Regions from separate parts of the Mus musculus genome. Here region 1 is linked to region 2. A link is a contact called in public Hi-C data. All regions are on one chromosome and are shown on one strand. Each heading gives the region's core, a stretch centred on a gene start, on an enhancer-like site or on the middle of the called end of the contact. The rest is flanking DNA. Distances are from core to core; before and after follow the strand shown. Region 1 holds the start of Gpr183 (G protein-coupled receptor 183). Region 2 has its middle 8.0 kb from the start of Mbnl2.

Evidence for each region. Hi-C and Micro-C count contacts between places; a contact is called where the count stands out from the background.
Region 1: a Hi-C map of B cells shows a contact between it and region 2, with 5 read pairs. The contact joins the promoter of Gpr183 here to the enhancer-like site in region 2. A contact is called at or near these places in 2 of 39 promoter capture datasets (liver and pre-B cells) and 1 of 484 Hi-C or Micro-C datasets (B cells).

What each region holds. Positions count from the first base shown.
Region 1 is chr14:121,962,318-121,966,687 of GRCm38.p6, reverse strand. It overlaps Gpr183 (G protein-coupled receptor 183), which reads left to right and starts at 1,495. Exons shown (of 2, transcript NM_183031.2): 1 at 1,495-1,635. All of the region lies in intron 4 of Ubac2 (ubiquitin associated domain containing 2), which reads right to left.
Region 2 is chr14:120,265,313-120,270,063 of GRCm38.p6, reverse strand. No RefSeq gene overlaps it. Among named protein-coding and RNA genes, the nearest start is that of Mbnl2, 8.0 kb to the left of the region's middle. Within about 2 kb of position 1,378, at least 3 of the 459 cell types and tissues checked have an H3K27ac peak or open chromatin away from gene starts, as enhancers often do. A contact at or near this core is called in B cells, where this site is marked.

The DNA of each region.
Region 1 (4,370 bases), core at 246-2,745, 1.7 Mb before region 2:
AAGGTGAACTGGTTCTAGGTTATGCCAAGTTTACCTATCAAGTCACAAAGTCTTCGAATCCACATCATAAGGCTGACTTACCTTGGCTCTCACTTGCCTTTATTTTATACATAACCAAGTGGGTGCCCAAGAATCCCACTGACTTGGTGCTTGCTCTTTGGTTTTCCTCTGCAGACCTTCAACAGCACAACTGAAAGGCAATTCTACAGAAGCCTAGGCCAAGAGGACACCCACCTCTGGTAGGCTGCAAGATAGTCACTTGTCACCAAGCCTTTAATCCCTAGAATCCAGGTGGCAGAAGAGGAGAATCTGTCCCTAAAAGTTGTTCTCTGATCTATGTATGCCCTGGCACACATGCTATAAACATATATAGCACATGTGTAAGCACACTAACACATACATGCAAAATAAATAAAATGTGATTTTGAAAAACTTCTAAGGCCTCTGGGGGCATAAAGCTACAGATTCCTATCAAAATGACTCAATTCTCTCTATAGCATCCCTCAAAATCAACCAGTTTACCAAAGCATTCTTGTTTTGTTTTGTTTTTTTTCTTTTAAAGCACATTCCATTTTAAACAAGGGAGAGCTGTCTGCAGGTTTGGCTTGAAAATCTGCTGCAGCCCCCATCCCCTGACCCATCTTCTATTTCCCTGAATAAGGATGGGTGACAGAAGCAGTGTACAGCCCCACTCTGCAGGAAGGTGGGGCTGTAGTCCTGGGAGGCTTAAGCCTCTCTGCTCATGGAATCCCTGTCCCCCAACACCCAGGCGCAGCACAAGTGAGGCCTGTCTTCCAAAAGCAGCACGCACGTATGGCAGGCTAGATCACAGGTGGGCATGGGTGACTGCCACCTCTCTGGCTTGCTCAGAGCACTCTACGCAGTACCTGCTGGGTTCAAGGAGTGAGCTCAAGGCATCATGGGACTAGAACAGGTCTCTCTGGTACTATGTACCTGAGGCTGAACTCTTCAATAACGTGTCTGCCAACTGTCCTAGATCTTTCTGTGCCCACTGCCACTGAGTCAGTCAGTTGTTCTCGACACTGAAAATGTAACTAACTTACACACAAGGAAGGCCTTTCTCCCTCACCACAGACACCCATCTTTGACACAGCTGTTCAGGTTCAGACTCTACACTACACTCCTGATACCACCACGCCTCCAGGCAGACAGCACTATTACACTTGACATTTTTCCTTAACCTAAACTTTATGTAAAATATCAACATAAGGTCACCAGTAACTATACCTATCTCTCTCCCTCCTCCCTCTTTCTGTTTAAAGCTTATTGCTTAAAAAAAAAAAAAAAAACTTTTAAGACTTAAATCCTTATTGAAAAAAATTTAAAAGTTCCATAGATATGAGCATTTCACAAAGTCCAAGGGGCTTTTGAACAGTTTTTAAAAATCAGTATCAGAAAAAAAATCTCACTTCCCATCCCATTTGAAAAAAAAGCACGTAGCATATGTGAGGTTAACTGATCACGGCTATGCTCAGTCACAGGATGACAGGAAAAAGGCACCACCATAAAAGGACGCCTGCTCGATCACTCTTAAAGCAACATGCCCAGCTTAGCTAACTCCATTCTGAGCAAACACGGACTGCCACAACGGAGGTCCTAGCCACCTTCTGATATGTAAGTACCTGACATGATTCTCTTTAAGTTAAGGAATACTTTAAAAACCTAAGTTTCAAAGTAAAATAATGTACTAGATACCAGCTGTAATAACTGTCTGTTTAGATTTCCTTGGGGTCACTGGCAGCTCAATGTAGCTCCCGAGATGGAAGCAATGAATGAAACATTTTATGAATTTCAAAATTCAATTATTTCAGGATTCTTTACTATAAAGAGAAAGGAACAATGGTGCTGAGGCAGAGCATTCCTAAATTTGGATGTAGTTTATATACAATATAACCATTTAACCTAATTTTTAAAAATTCATTGCATTTGACTACCTGGCGTGCATTTATGTACAGGAAAGTAGTTTTGATGATAGACTATCAGCAGCAGACTTCCCGGGGTAAGGGGCTTATTTTCTAAAGCATCAGATATAGAATGGTATTTTCTAGTTTGCAAAAATATTTTATCAATTTATCCTCCCACCAGCAAAGATGTTTGATCAGCCTGGGCTCTCCTGCCTCAGAAGCAAAACCATTCTAAAGACCAACTATTTTAAGTGAAAAATAAAATTTGTTATTTGGTTTCTATTATTAGGTGACCAGTAATGCTAAATGAGCTTCCACATTTATATTCTAAAAATTTTGGAAAAAAAAAAAACCTGTAAAACAAAGATTATATGTGGAGATTTAAAAACTCAATTTCCAGGGTAAGAGCAGAAGTTAAGAGAAATGCCTAACAAAATATAAGCCATAAAGGGACTTCCTTTAAAGAAGGCTGGGGGTCGTAGATGTGGTGGCACTCTCTGTAAGGGTGTCACCCGGAGTGTAGGAGAGTATAATGTTAAGGGAGGGCTTGGACTCAGTCCTAAAACCCAGGCTCCATCATTTAGAACTGCTCAGCCCCATACAAGTTGCTGAAGGTTTCTGGCTGTGGTCGTTTCATTCAGAAAGTGGGGAGAAGTGTTTCTGCCAAGTCCTTCTCTGACTCTCTGAGTAGGTGCCGGCACACTGCATGCCATTCCCACCCTGCCCATCAGCCCACAGAAAGATAAATGTACAAATTATTTTCTTGAGCTTGCCTGAAGATGTCTGCTTTCTGTTACAGTGTATGTAAAGACTTGAGGTGTGCTTTCTAGTATCTCAGAGTGTTTGTCTCTGGGGCTTAATGGTGCTTTGTGAACCTAGAACTGCTAGGGCACACGGTTCCACAAAGCAGCCTTGCTTGCAGGCTTGTACGATACGTGGGTGGCTGTGGTAATAAGTCCTTTTATAAGCTTTTGGCGGGCTTCCTAGAGTTAATTAGTGTTGTTATCAGTCACCTAGCAGAGTAAACTCTGTGACAACTGAGCTCCCTCCAGGACTTCCAAGCATGCATGGCAGACTTTTACTAGAGAACTACTGTAGGTCAGCCTACAGCACTTCTGTGATGTGAAATGTTCATGCAAAGTTCCTAATCCTGACCTGTAGTCACCAAGAAATGAAAGCATTTAAAGGGATACCCTTCTCTTTGTCATAGTAAGAGCTAAGGTTTTGGAGGTGGGCAATGTCCTTCTGTCTGTCCTGGGCTGCTTGTGCTGTCTTCGCCATGGTTACAAGACTAGATCACACATGCAGAACCTTCTGCATGCTGCGGAGGTACAGAGACTCACTCGGTGTTCTGGTAGTCCAGCAAGGGTACAAAGCATATTGTCGGATATCCTAAAAACAGCACAAGGTAAACCAGCAGCATAAAGCTTTGCTGGGCTTCGAATTCTTTTCAGTTGAAATAGCAGTCAAAATATTTTGTTGCTGAAATACTGTTAAAAATAGCAAACTCAGCCAGGCAGTGGTGGCTCATGCCTTTAATCCCAGTATCTGGGAGGCAGAGGCAGGCGGATTTCTGAGTCCGAGGCCAGCCTGGTCTACAGAGTGAGTTCCAGGACAGCCAGGGCTATACAGAGAAACCCTGTCTCAATACGCCCCCACGCCCTTCAAGTAGCAAACCCTTTATAAAATCTTCACTTAGAGAACATGGTGTTACACTCCTTCAGCCCAGGACTTGGGAGGCAGAGGCAGGAAGATCAGGAGCTCAAGACCAGCCGCCACCCATAAGGAGTGAGTTTGAGGCTAGCCAAGAGCACAGGAGACCCTATCTTAAAAATAAAACAAACCCCCAAATACTCAACTCTCCTGGATTCACCTTAAAACATGCTATACATTAATGAGTGCTTCATTTAAGTCCACCTATCTTCCTCTCTTTCTCAGACACAAGCGAGTACGTATATGTCGAAAGTTCTGAAATACCTTCTTGTTTGTACTTGCCTTCCACCCACTTCCATTTATCTCTGTCTTAGAAACAGGAACCAGGGATAATTCGTCCTGTATTGAATGTGATTTTTCTGGTGGCAAAGAGCCGAGTTTAAACTTAGCAGCTACAGCTGTGACTTTAGCCACTGAGGGGCTCCTACCTTGGCTTCAGTGAACGCTCCAAGACAGAGGTCTGACTAGGAGCCATTACTATCTGTCATGCTCGCTGTCTCCTGACAGAGAGCAAGGACTTGTGAGTGGAGATCTGGCCATTCTTTTTGATCTTTGGGGGTGTAAGAACTGCCCTCACACACCCTCACTCTCAGAACTTCACAGGAGTGAGACACGAAGCCACAACCTCAATAATACTCTGCCTTCCTGAGGTGGAGTGGAGAGGAAGGCGGGAGTAGAGGTCAGGGCAGCTGCTTCCCAAAGAAGTGTTACTGAACGCCATGCTAACAATGC
Region 2 (4,751 bases), core at 129-2,628:
ATTTCCTCTTGGTGGCTTATCCCTATACTGACAATGTGCAGTGGTGGAACAAGCACCTGTGAGAAAACATAGAATGATGGAGATGCCATGGAGGTGATGGTGCTAATGTGTAATATATGTGTGTATAGACAGACAGACAGACAGTATAGGTTTCCTTTGAGTATCAATGCATTATATATAGTACTATATCCATAAATTATTTATGGTACACACACACACATATATATATAGTACAAGATTTATCTTGGGCACTTATAAATTATATATATATATATATGTATATATATATATGTATATGTATATATATACACACATATATGTGTATATATATCACATATATGTATCTATGTGTCTGCATGTGTGTATATATCTACTGTGTAGGTTTTATAAAGTTTGGGTAGAGGAAGGAAAGCAGACGTGATATTGAAACTAAGAGGCATTGTGCACTGTGAGTGCACCTCCTTGGACAGTCAAAACAAAGTCAAGCAAGTTTTCAAGCTAGAAGAACTCGAGTTTGGGATGATGTTTTGAATGATGGTGAATTCCAGAGTGTCCTGGTTAGTTCTTTGTCAACTTGACAAAAGATAGAATCATCCAAGAAGAGAGAAACCTCAATCTCCATCAGATGGGCAAGGCTGTGGACATGTTTTCTGGATTAATGATAGATGTAGGAGAGGCAGGTCCACTGTGGGTGGCGACATCTCTGGGCAGGTGGTCCTGGGCTGTATGAAAGAAAGCAGACTAAGCAAGCCAGTAATTGCCATTCCTCCATGGTGTTGGCTTCAGCTCCTCCCTCCATGATGCGGTCTTAGCTTCTCCTCATGATGAGCTGCCGTGAGGCGTAGAACCCTGTAGGCCCTTTCTTCCACAGGTTGTTTTTTTTTTTTTTTTTTTTTATCACAGCAACAGAAACCCTGGCTAAGACAGAGAAAAAGATCAAGGTTTTCTGTGAGTGAAAAATGTCAGGCAATTGAGGACACATGGAAATACTTGTTTTCCATACCAGAAGAGAAGCCAGGAAATAAGTGATGGTCATTGTCTTAGTAGGGTTTTTACAACTGTGAACAGACACCACAACCAAGGCAGCTCTTATAAGGACAACATCTAACTGGGACTGGAGGTTCAGTCCAGTATCATCAAGGCAAGAGCATGGCAGCACCCAAGCAGGTATGGTGCAGGGGGAGCTGAGAGTTCTACATCTTCATCTGAAGGCTGCTAGCAGAATACCGGCTTCCAGGCAGCTAGAATGGGGAATCTTAAAGCCCACATCCACAGTGACACACCTACTCCAACAAGGCCACACTTTCTATTAGTGCCACTCCCTGGGCTGAGCATATACAAACCATCACAAAAGTTGTCAGCAATCATAAGACAGAAAGAGTGTGGCTGCTCTGTGACTACTCAGCGTGAGGCCCTTCCTCTTTCAATGTGACACGTCTAGCCCATCCCTTCCCATTTAATCTTTTATCATACGCTTTTAAATTTATTTTTCTTTGTTTGTATAAACCAGGCTGTAAGCCCACTGAGAGAGAAGAGAGATCATGCATTAATAACTTATATCCTTTACAATATGTAGTATGGTCATATCACTGAATAAATTTTAGTTGCTAAGTTTCTCTTTAAAAATATGAAGAAAGTTTACATTTTATAGAAGGTGCTGTGTTTTTTTTCTTCTTTTAACATGTGCATTTTTGAAAGTGTGCATGCACACAGACACACACACACAGACACACACACAGACACACACACTCCACTGAAAAATCAAAATCAGAAAGCCATAATATACAAGCAAATAAATAAACAGCATTACCAGACAAAATACATACAAAATTACCCCTGAGTTCTTTGTGTGTTGGCCATCTCCTGCTGGGGCATGGGTTCTGCCTATAAAGGTGATTTGTATACCCAGTGGGACTTCTTTGGTGAAACTAATTTTTCCTTTTCTTCCTTTTTTTTAAAAAAAGAATTAATTATTTATTTTATGTATATGAGTAGACTGTAGCTGTCTTCAGACACATTAGAAGAAGACATCAGATCCCATTACAGATGGTTGTGAGCCACCATGTGGTTGCTGGGAATTGAACTCAGGACCTTTGGAAGAGCAATCAGTGCTCTTAACCACTGAGCCATCTCTCCGGCTCCTAAGTTTTCCTTTTCAAGCAGTTGTTAATGGGAGAAAAATTCCTTGTTGGGGAGAGGAGCTTATGTCCACTTCCACATCTCAGAGCTGGAACCCCGTCTGCCTTGGACCTATGAGGCGGAGCATAGTCTCTGTGCGTTCAAATGCACTCAATCCTGTTGTGTCTAAAACTCTCTTTCTTTGGTGTCTTCTACCCCTCTGGCTCTTACCAACTGTCTGTCTTCCTCTTCTGCATAGTTCCTTGATACCCAAGAGGAGGGTTAGATGAGGATATCCCCTTTAGTCCCGAGTGTTCCAAGCAAGCTCTCTCATGCTCTGCACACTGTCCAGCTGTGGATCTCTGTACTTGGCCCTTCTTCTGCAGGAGGAAGCGTCTCTGATGATGGCTGACTGAGACATGATCTGTAGGTATAGCAGGATGCCACTGGGAATCGTTTTACCTTCTCTTTCGTAGAACAGCAGTACTTGGGTCTTGCCCAGGTCTATGACCTATTTAGTCTCATCCTCTGTGCATCTGAGCAGTGGCGGACATGAGCCCCATCTCATGGAGTGGGCCTTCAATCACATGGTGGTTGGTCACTCCTACAACTTTTGTGCTACTGTTGTATCATGCAGCTAGGTCACCACTGTGTACCAAAGGGTCGGTGTCACCTTTCTCCTCTGGTAGCATGCACAGTGCCTTCAGTATTATGAATACTAGGCAGGATGCAGGAAGGCTCTTGATGGGTGCATTTGCTGGATGGTTGCAGCCTCTACTTTATGTTTCAACAGTTAGAATGCAAAATATCTGAAACAAATAAGTATTTAACCCCAGCTAGTTATTACTGGAATGTGTGTATTTTAATAATTAATTAATTAACTTTGCATCCTGACTGTAGTTTCCTCTCCCTCCTCTCCTCCTGGTCCTCCCCCACCTCCTCTCTTCCTGCATCCACTCTTCCTCCCTTTCTCTTCAGAAAGGGGGTGGGGAGGACCTCTTATGGCTATCAACCCACCTTGGCATATCACATTGCAGTGGATCTAGGCCTATTTCCTACTGAGGCAGCTCATCTAGGGGGAAATGGCTCCAAAGGCAAGCAGCAGAGTCAGAGGCAGTGCCTGCTGCCACTGTTTGGAGCTCCACATGGACCAAGCTACACAACTACTACATATGTGCAGAGGGCCTAGGTCAATCCCTTATAGGCTTCCTGGTTGTCGGCTCTGTCTGTGTGAGCCCCATGGGCCCAAGCTAGTTGATTCTGTGTTTGTTCTTGTGGCATCCTTGACTATTCTGCCTCCTTCAATCCTCTCTCCCCCTCCTCCACAGGATTCCCCAAGATCCACTTAATGTTCGGCTGCGGAGGCTCTGCATCAGTTTCTGCCAGTTGCTAGGTGAAGCCTCTCTGATGACGCTATGCTAGGCTCCTATCTATAAGTATAGCAGAATATCATCAACATGTCAGGGGTGGGCTCCCTCTCATAGCATAGGTCTCAAGCTGGACCAGTCATTAGCTGACCACTGCTGCAATCTCTGCTCGATCTTTGCCCCTGTATGGATTGTGATTCTCGATTGGGCATATGCTGCATAGAAATCTCAAAGCTTGAGATCTGACTGAAAACATTACTCCTATTTCTATTCCGTGCTAGCTTTCATATTTTGCACATTAGATATTTGCTTGTTGTCTTATAGCTGTTGAGGATCCCATTTTGCAAAGATAAAAGTATCATCAGAAGTAAGGTAGTATAATTCTGATACAGAAATTGCAGATCCCTATGGCCTAGCAGTTGGCAGTCCTCAACATAAGTCTTATCTTGACCTTGAAAACAGGAAGCAGTCCAGAGATCCCTGTGAACCCCCAGGGTTCCTGGCACCACAGCCTGGGAACCAGCAGTCAAGCAAGAGCTATAACAGACTGGTCAATGCCAAATTGTCCCACTGGGTTGGGTTTTTTTTTTTTTTTTTTTTTTTGCATGGTTGCATCAGGACTTTTAACCCTGTCCCAAAGACATTTGAAGTTTCAGAGAAAAAGTCAGGCCAGAGGTTATTGAACATGTCCAGCCCTGAACCGGAGATCATTGAAATTTCACAAGTTTTGGGATACGTGTGAAACTATGGTTTTCTAAAGCCACAGATGCTTGTGACCTAAAGGGAGTACTAGGTAAGGCAAAGACAGCTGGGTCCTGCCAGCTCATGTATCTGGCGGAGCTTCTAATAACCTCCAGCTTCCTGCCTGGAAAGTCCTGGTGGTAATCACACAGAAGCAGCAGCAGAGAGAATGCCCCCGACTGGCCATTCTCTGTAGAGGACCTTGCCCATCCTGTGCCTAGTCAGGGAGCATCCCTCTCTTGGGTTGACTCTTATTTCCAATATGGATCGAAGGCTTCTTACCCCTAGCTCTTCCTTCATGTTTCTCAAGAGTCCTCCAATTCTGAATGCTATGTTTCAACAGCATCGTTTTCATCTTCGGTGAGGGAATGACTTCATCAATAACCTTGCTCATTCCTTTGTGAGCAGCCAGGGTGAACATGGGTGGACGGTATACTCATCTGTCGGAGGAGGCACTCCCTCTGCTCTCCTGTGGCACTCATCGCCGTTTGCCACTTCCTATCATGTTTGGTATTTATTGGTAAC